2 separate regions of the Cricetulus griseus genome follow, and region 2 is linked to region 1. A link is a contact called in public Hi-C data. All regions are on one chromosome and are shown on one strand. Each heading gives the region's core, a stretch centred on a gene start, on an enhancer-like site or on the middle of the called end of the contact. The rest is flanking DNA. Distances are from core to core; before and after follow the strand shown. Region 1 holds the start of Gulp1 (PTB domain-containing engulfment adapter protein 1). Region 2 overlaps Gulp1 (PTB domain-containing engulfment adapter protein 1).

Evidence for each region. Hi-C and Micro-C count contacts between places; a contact is called where the count stands out from the background.
Region 2: a contact with region 1 is called in a Hi-C map of the CHO-K1 cell line, with 4 times the contacts expected there. The contact joins the enhancer-like site here to the promoter of Gulp1 in region 1. A contact is called at or near these places in 2 of 8 Hi-C or Micro-C datasets (both in the CHO-K1 cell line).

The regions. Positions count from the first base shown.
Region 1 is chr2:401,303,176-401,308,124 of CriGri-PICRH-1.0, reverse strand. Gulp1 (PTB domain-containing engulfment adapter protein 1) reads right to left here and starts at 2,214. Exons shown (of 12, transcript XM_027396815.2): 1 at 2,083-2,214.
Region 2 is chr2:401,345,275-401,349,956 of CriGri-PICRH-1.0, reverse strand. All of the region lies in intron 1 of Gulp1 (PTB domain-containing engulfment adapter protein 1), which reads right to left. Among named protein-coding and RNA genes, the nearest start is that of Gulp1, 42 kb to the right of the region's middle. Within about 2 kb of position 2,811, at least 3 of the 6 cell types and tissues checked have open chromatin away from gene starts, as enhancers often do. A contact at or near this core is called in the CHO-K1 cell line, where this site is marked.

The DNA of each region.
Region 1 (4,949 bases), core at 965-3,464:
GTACTTCTTCAGGTGAAAGAAGGAGATCTGTTTATGGGGTCACTTCTGAAACGCAAGAAAGAAATACTAGATGAACTTTCCACTCTAATTCCATGACCCCAAATCCAGGCTATTTGAGCATAATTGAATTATTCAATTTAGGTGGAAAACCATCTGCTCGGAATCGGTCTTCAGTTCTTACTTGCCAGGAAAACAAAGAAGAAAGGTCAAGGTCAAGGGATTGAAATCGTTGTTAAGAACATGCATCTTGAGGGGACCTGCTAACAGTGCTAGCACCTGCAAAGCCTCAGCAGTGTGGAGGGCACCGTTGCTGTTCCAGAGAAAGGATGATAATGGTCACACCGCCCTCCCACAGGCCTTCTCGCACTCTCCTTGTGACACTCAACTACATTCTAGGCTTAGTTGGTTTTTGTGTTTAATTTCAAGAAGACTCTTAGTCATTTAAATTTTTCATTTCAAAAGAAACCCCTTGTTTAAGCCATAGTACCACCACCAAGCCCTTCCAATTATTCTCTGCAACTTCCCCAGTCTCTTTCAGGCCTGGCTACCGAGCTCAGTCTAGTTTGGCTGCCGGCCAGATTCCTCTCTTCTTTCCTTGTCAGTCGTAAAAACTTGGAAAATGGTCCTGGACAGCTCAAGGAGAGCGTTTAATTATGCAGTGGAGCAGTACCTTAGCCTGACCGTTGTTTCCAGAAAAGCTTCCCGTCACCAGCGTCTGAACTCTCCCAGTCGGTGGGTTTTCTAGCAAGGCTATTTGTTTATGAGGGGGACGAGGGAAAGGCTGGCAGAGCAAGCAGGCCATTTGCAAATCTGAAAATGTTCCAATTCCTTTCAAGGCTTCCCACCTCTCATCATTCACTCTGTCTTCCAATCTGCTCTTTTACGACCTGATCACCCACCCATATGGACTACATGAAACCATCAGTATCCTGGCCTCTGCAAACCTATAATTAATAAGGTAGCTACAACTCGAATAGCCTAAGAAAGTTTTCATTCTTAAATGTTGGTGCAGCATCTTTAAAAGAAGGCACAAAATAAATTTATTACATCTTCCTAAATGATAGTATGTTGTCAAACTTACAGATTGAAATAATGTAGGTTAATGCCTAATTGCAAAGGAAAAAAAAACTCGGTTGAGAAAAACTAAAGGGGGAGGGGGTACCTTGTCAGCCAACACTTGGGAGTTTCCCCAACACAGCTATATCTTCCTCACTCTACCTTGGCACGCTATTTCTAGCTGCAGCGTCCAGCTTCCTGTTCAAGTCTCATTCAACATTGTAAACACATTCCAAGAAAACTAGACTGCCCAGAGTTCCCTCCACACACAGGGAAGTCAGCCCAGCAGCCCCACGACAGAGAAGCAGCTGGGCTGTCTTCTGAGCGAGGTCGAGAGCAAGGCCACCACCGAGAGGTGGACTGGAGCAAGCAAGCTTGGCAAGCCGGGTCCCACAAACCTAAGGCCAAAGAAGCCGCGATCTGACCCGCCCAGGCAAAGGGCACGCGCGTGGACACCGCCCCAGACTGGGGGCCTTGCCCGCGTGGAGCTTTAAAGTATAAGCGGCCCGGTCACGAGCTCCTTGTCTCCCCGCCCCCTGCCCACATTTTCCCAGCGACCCAACAAAAGCGAGACCAGGCTGAACGAAGTTGACTCTCGGGTCGCCTCGCTGACCCGTCGATGCTTCGGCTTGCTGGGCAGTGCCTGCTCAACGCACCCGCAGCGGGATGGTCCAGCGTCCGCACCGCTGCTTCCCGGCCCCTGAACGCCCGCGCCGCACCCAGGCGAAGTTCCCCCACGGGCCAGAGGGGGCTGCGGCGGGAAGGCGCTGCGCGGGGGACCCTCGGCGCCCCCACCTCCCTCCCGCACTGCCCCGGCCAGCAGCAACAGGTCCCAGCCTCCTTCCCCTCCCGCCGACTCCCCGAGCCTTCGGGGTCCCGATCTGTGTAACCTGCGGGCAGCCGCAGCCCCGCGCCCTCCTCACCCGCCCGGCTGACCGCGCCCGCTTCCCGGGGTCTGCTCCCGGTCCGGTCCCACGCCACCTGGCCGGAGCTGGCCCGACCCGGACGGACGCGTCGGCTTCCTACCGTGGCTCCGCAGAGGGATGCGGCCGCTCGGCTGGGGCAGACACGGGATCTCCGGGGACCTTGGCCCGCTCCTGCGCGTCCGTGGCGGACAAGGAAACTTTGTGGACGTCTTCACTACGCTGGGCCCGGGACTCTAGGACTCCCGTCCCCTCCCTCCTCCTCCTCCTCCTCCTCCTTCTCCTAATCTGCTGAAGCCTGAACTGGCGCTGGTGGCGGCCCGGGCTGGGTCGGGACTTCCAGTCTCTGGGGCTGGGATGGCGGGGCTCCCCCTCTCGGCCAGAAGAAAACTCCTTATGCGCACTTCGACCAGTCTCCTGGAGACGCTGTTGGGGCTTTCTGCAGTAGCACGGAACTGTCCTGCTTTTAAAGGCCCACCTGGAGGGGCTAGGAGGTGCGGAGAGAAAGAAACGGGTCCCCAGGAGGGACTGTCCCTTACCCGGTTCTTATTCCGGAGGGAGCGAAAACGCGGGCCCCGCCCCACTCCCACAGCGCCGAGTTTCCTTTTGCACCTCCTTCCAAAGATGCTGTTTCTCAAGAATTTAAAACACCTCTGCGGTCTAACAAGGGGGAAAGTGCTACAAGAGGGGCATAAATATGAGTGAGTCGTGCCCTGTCCTAGCCTCAATTATGAAACACTGTCGCTGCTGCGCTGACCAGACGTTTTTAAATATATTTTTTTCTCTTTAAACACAGCCTGAATCTTTGCAGATTATCCCTCTCACCCTACCCACAACAAAGAAGGAACAAACTGCCTTAACTGCCACATTCTGTTTATTTGCAGCCTCCCTATGCTTAGCTCAGAATTCAGAACTTCTGTGTGGAATTGGAAGGATAACACAGCAATGAGCCTGAGTGGAAAAAGAATAGAAACGTGTTTTCATAGGAGTAAGTCTTGGACAACGAGAAGACTGCTACAAAAGTTTCTAGAGATAACCCTTAGAATTTAGCTGACTTAGTAAGGCATTTTACAAGGTTAGCATGCATATATATCGGCGTGGTTTAGAATATGTTTCATCCAAGCCAGGGCTAAGAGGTAGGCAGACAGACCTGAATGCACTCCAGTCCCTATGCTTACTCTTTTTGTTGCCCAGGACACTTTTTTCTCAATTATAACAAGGAAAGGACTTCCAGTCATGTGTACAGGAATTAAAAACGGACTTAGAAGAAGGAAGACAGCAAAAATTGGGTTCTTAAACATCCCATCATATTTTTGCTTTAATTTGAAGAGAAACGTAGTGGACATTCCTTTCCAAAGACCTTGTAGCTGAGTGGATATTCCCTCTGACGCTTGTTCTGTTAGGAACCAAGCAGCCTCCCAATATGTCAAATGGAAACAGTTTAAAGGTCACTGTACTCTAGTCAAACTCCCTTGTTTTGAACACAGGTAAGGGAAGTCCAGGGACAGTAGCTGTTTATCCTGATGCCTTGTTTAGAACTCCTGAATTTGGCTCTTAGTTTTTTGTTTCCTCTTTTATCAAAACAAGTAAGCATATATTAAAATTATTGTAACAGGAGGCCAGCTATGTAACTCATTTGACAGACTGCTTGTTTTGCATGCATCACATAAAAACAGGCATGGTGACTCACTCATGCCTCAGGAGATAGAGTAAGGAAAATCAGAAGTTCATGATCATCTTCAGATACATAGCTAAAGGGAAGGGTGGGATACATGGAACCCCGACTAGAAAGAAAGAAAGAAAGAAAGAAAGAAAGAAAGAAAGAAAGAAAGAAAGAAAGAAAGAAAGGTAAATTACAGTGAAAATATTTATCTGAAGACAACACTTTTTTTTTCTGTAAATAACCTTAAGTAATTCATGAAGAATTACTGAATAATTTGCAATGTCATTTGAATGATTTTATCAGTATGATTAGAAACTATCTCTGGGCATTGATGGTGCTTGCCTTTAATCCCAGCACTCGGGAGGCAGAGGCAGGTGGATCTCTGTGAGTTTGAGGCCAGCCTGGTCTCCAGAGCGAGTGAGTGACAGGATAGGCTCCAAAGCTACACAGAGAAACCCTGTCTCGAAAAACCAAAAGAGAGAGAGAGAGAGAGAGAGAGAGAGAGAGAGAGAGAGAGAGAGAGAAACTATCGCTTAAGAATAGGGAAGCTATCAACTTAATCTAATATATACTTGCAAATATGTGGAGTATTTCAATACAATGATGCAATGATAGTAAAAGATTCTAGCAGAGACTCCCAAGAATACATAGCTTGAGAAATATTAGATCACTTTCAATAAACAGTTCTTCTTAAGTATAGGGCCAAAGAAAGACTCTAGCTACTGAGGTCGAGCATCATAAACCCCGTTCTATGAACTAGTGGAAAGTGTCAATGCATGTCCTTTACCCCATTCATTTGCCTCTTTTAGTCTCTCCCTCACTCTACTTCATGTTGAGACTCCCCTGCCTTCAGAGAACCAACTCCTGGTTCCTGAAGATACACCCCATATTCCCTGTCACAGTAAGAGACCTCTTTCTAGCCTCCTCCTCACTCCCTGACTGAAAACTATTTCTCAGAGACCTGAGGTAGTTCTCTCTCTATCTGTGTTTCCTACCTATGGCTGTAGAGTACTAAACAAAAAACAAATTGTGACTAAAGTGTATACTCACCACAGATGGATGAAAAATGCAAGAATCACCACAACTGTCTCTTTCTAACCATTGTACACAGTGCTCAGGGTTGCTTGCTTTTCTATTTTCTCTAAGTTACTTATTGCTTAGTCATTTTAATACTTGAAATTACAATATGAACTTCTTTATGAAATGACTTGTAGGCATAAAAATCTCAAGGATGTTAGAGCCAAGTTTTTAACAGCACTAAAATGATGCAGAACAAAATTTTAAATCAGATTTATAAGAAGAAAAAT
Region 2 (4,682 bases), core at 1,562-4,061, 41 kb before region 1:
CTAGGAAGCTCTTTGGTCTTACTCTTCTTCTACATCTGTCTGAAATTCCAACTACTTCCCCGTTTGCTTATTTCATTCCATTCTTCATCGAACCCATCCTGCTGTTACTTCAGCATTCTGATAAAAGAGTTATTGCTCCTTCTTGAAGAAAGATTCCTTTCCATAACCCTGCATTACTTTCTCTGCCTCATTTGTGTCACTAAAAACAGCAGGCCATCTTTCGAATATACCAAGACTAATATCTGTATGGGTCAGTGTCTTGGCAAACAGGTGCCACACTAAAACTCTGAAGAGAACAATGAAAGATTATTGACAAGGAAGTGGGAAGGACTCAGGAGAGAGGGGGGGGTGGAGGGAGGAGGGAGGAGGGGGGGGAGGAGGGAGGGAGGGAAGGAGGAAATACTGTCCTTAGGATATAATAGCAGAGCTATTGCCCACATCAGGCTTGAAGGGACATGATGAAAGGAAGACAGTTGAAACTAGAAGAAGAAAATTACACTAAGAAGGCTGCTTTGAGAAAAGTGCTAGAACCTGAAGAGGGCAGTCATGAGTCCAAAGTACCTGCTGAAGAAAGGAGCTGAAACTCACACTTCTCCCTGCCTCAGATCTCTTCCCAAGAGACCTCTTAAGACAAAGCAGACTGGTTTGCCTGCCAGGGGAGAAAACAAAATGCGTAAGACTGGTCATGATTAGTCTAGAGGAGAAGATCTAAGAATACTCCACTAGTCCTATTAGCTAATCTATTTCTTTCCCATCACACGCATCACTGTCTGACCTCTTATTTATTATAATTTTCCTTTCTTCCACACTAAAATGTTAGCACTCAGAGAGCAAGGACTTTTGTCTGCTTGTGTTTTGTGGTCTACCAAATGTAGACTGTCTAACAGAATGACATATATCTGGCTTGCAAATATCATGTATTGCATCAGTCAATGTAGAAGGAATGGCAACTACCTTTTGAATATAGTTTTAAACACAATCTATAAACAATACCTCTTTAAGAACAACTCCTCTGGCTTTGAGTAAGACAGAAGGTGACTGTGAGCTGATTTATGATATGTGATATACAGCATAGATGTCTCTGATTTTGTTTAAAAAACAACTGAAAAAAGGACAGAAATAAACTCCAAAAGGCAAGATATTAAATATTTTAGTATCCACTCTATCTACCTGCTTTCACCATGAATAAATCAACCAAGACCTTCAATCACAGGACACCTCAGGCCCTGAGCAAGGAGTTCACTAAAGACATGATCAGTAAGAAAGGGACGTTAATAGAACCACTGGTTTCTTGATTTACTAAACTATACATGACATTTGCTTGCACAATGTGCTTGGCAATCAGAAAAGCATATCCCTTACAGTTTCTCAGACTCCCTGAAGCTGATGCAATTAACTTTGAAATCTGTACAATGGGTATAAAAGAGAGTTACAAAATAATTCTTAGAGCTGGGAGTGGGGCTGGGTAATGGAGGTCTTTCTTTCTTTCCTCCCAAGTAGATGAGCCTAGATTCAATCTGCAGCCTAAAGGATGACAGAGGCAAAGGAAGGAGGGGGCATCAAATGCAAAACACAACAAATTTAAATAATTTATTATAAAAATCAGGAGAAATATTTCTATTTTCAAACAATTATTAAGCTGGAGATGCTTTTCGTAATTCCGTGGTTCTGGTCATCCTCTGTTAGCAGGACTACAGTTTCATCCCTGCCCACGTGATGCTGGCACCAGCTCCTCTCAGACTGAGTGACCCCTGTTTCTGCCCTGAGTCTTCATCATCACTCTTGGTGCACAGCCTCACTCAGAAACAACAGGAGCAGGAGGAGGCTTCTAGGGGACTGTAAAACAAGACTTTATTAGTGCACTAACAACTACAAGTGGTGAAGTATTCACTAATCTCATACAATTGCTGGTATTACATAATCCCTCACTTCCGAAATTGATTTTCCAGGTGACTCACACTACAATTAAGAACTAAGGCCATAATAAATTTATCCAGGACTGAACATTCCATTAGCCAGATTCCAAGATTGTCCAGGGCAAGTATAACATTACTTTGTAACCTGGGAAGTCTGACAGGCAGGGTAGCAGAGGCACAAAGAGACCACAACATCCTAACTGCAAATTTACACATAATCATGTGACTAAGGCCCGAGATTCTGGATAGCACCCGGGAAACATGAGGTTCTGAAGCTGAAAGTCCATCGTGAGTCACCCTGCTGCCCCAGTGCTGTCACCAAAGTTTCTGTTAAGTAAATCAGAAAAACAAACACACCTCTCTTTTTCCCTACAAGAAACAGTTATCACACGCACTAAGCAATAGTCCCCAATTAGCAAGAACCAGCAGAGCAAGACCTGCTTTGTCTGTTTTTGGGTTGAAACATTCCTGTCCAAAATGAGAGGAATGTCTCTGGAACAAAGAGTGCTTTATTGACACAGAATGGCATCTCTCTGTGGGTCCCTGCGGAATTCATCAGTTTCATTGTGTTCACTAGGCATCTTGTTCTCATGTGAGTACTTGCAAAACACAGCACCCTCTGATAAAAACGGTCTCAGCACAAAATGTAAACTTGTGTTTTATCTGGAATGTGACACCACCCTATTGCTAAACAGCCCTACAATACAATAGCTCTCTGGCCATGCAGCCCTTAAACCTGACACCAGACACCACACTGATGTTAGAGCCTGCAACCCATTTCCATTGGCATCTTGTTTGGTTTTCTCCGGCTTTCCAGATAAGCTTCTCCACCACAGACCAAAGCCACACAACCAGCCTGCTGATCCACTGAGTCAGCAGCCAGGACAGGAAAGCTGTGCTGAGTCACACAATGGCCACAGTCTATTCAGTAATCAGCCTAATAGACTAAGCACAGCAGCAGCCCTAATAGCCAAAGGTTGGCTTTGTAAGTGGAAGCCAGCAATAGGAAAGGGATTATATTCCAGAAGGTCACTAACATCTGGCTTCATGGCAATAATTAAGAACTCTGCTACAGAAAGAGAAGAAATAAAACTACTGTTCACACCATTTGATTCTCTAAAGGTACCTAAAATCTCACAAGACATTGGACTCAGATGAACAGCCTACAGCTATATTGAAGCTCGGTTGAGGCTCTATCATAAGTACAAATAATAACAGTAATAAAACCTCCATTTATTGAAGGTTACTACACACCAGGTCAGTGAGCCTTGTCAATCAGATGTCTTAATTATCTCACTACCTCAAAAGGCAAACTATTTCAATAATTTACATACCATGTTTTTCACCTGTAAAGCAAAGATAATTTCACTTACTTTTTCAGGATTTTGGTGAAAATTAAAAATTAGTCTTCAGTAGAGAATATATGAAATAATAAAAAACCCATGTCATAAACATGACTAGAATTTTCAGGCTTATTCATATTTTACAATTGCTGAAATATTAGCAATGCACTAGACACACACAGCAAAGATGCAGAAAGCCACAGACACATCTCGAGCTCAGCTAGAACACTGACTTGTGGGTTCCACAAACTTAATGACTAATAAAACCTCAGCAAAGAACCTGAGCAGAGCACTCCATCAGTAAAGTCAGTCAGAATGTGTAAAAGCCCATTCCAGTACACTAGCAAACAGCTAAGGAAGTGGCAAACAGTCCTGGGGGTTCATTGAACAGATTTCATGTTCTGTCATCTGGAACAATACACGTAAGAACAACAATGAAAGCAGTGGAAAGCAGAATGTTAATCTAAACAGGCAGGAAACCAAGGATTTGCTTCACTGAGCTAAATTCAAAGCATAAATTTCAAACTTAAAACCTATCTTCACCATAAAGTGTTTGTCCATTTGGAAAGTTTGAGGTTCCCTAATGGTTCTATAGCACTAGAAACTTCTCTATGGAGAGTTATCTGTAGTCACTGCATAAGCTGACCTGTCAGCAGAGAGAAGACATCTCAAAGATGAGCAAAGAGTCAGTGTTTAGCTACTTAAACTGCCTATCTTTGAGATATTTATGCTATGCTTATATGATAGATGGATGGATAGATAGATAGATAGAACAGAGACGTGTGTGTTAAAATATAAATTTAAAAACATTATAGGTAAATAATAACTGCTAACAGAAAAACAAATTTGCCAAAGTGATCTATTAGTATACTAAAACAACAAAGGAATAAAATGACTTGCTTAAATTATTAACATAAACATCAAGAAACAGAAGCAATGAGAAAACTTACTAGGAAAATCTAAAAGAAATGCTAACAAAAATTATCCAGGAAATCTGGAGCATCATGAAAAGACAAAAATGAAGAATAATAGAAAGAGAAGAGTCCTATTTCAAAAACCCAGAAAATATATTTAACAAAATCATAGAAGATACCCACACCCATACATACCCATAAAGATACAAGAAGCCTACAGAACACCAACTGGATCAGATCAGAAAATAAAGATCCAAGTCACATAATAATCAAAACACTAAACACACAGAATAAAGACAGACTATTGAGTTTTTCAAGGGGAAAAGGACAAGTAATATATAAAGGCAAACCTATAAGAATTATACCTGACTTCTCAACGGATACTCTAAAAGCCAGAAGGTCCTGGACAGATGTCTTGCAGATTCTAAGAGACCACTGATGCCAGCCCAGACTATTACAACCAACAAAACTTTCAATCACCATAGCTGGAGAAAATAAGACATTTCATG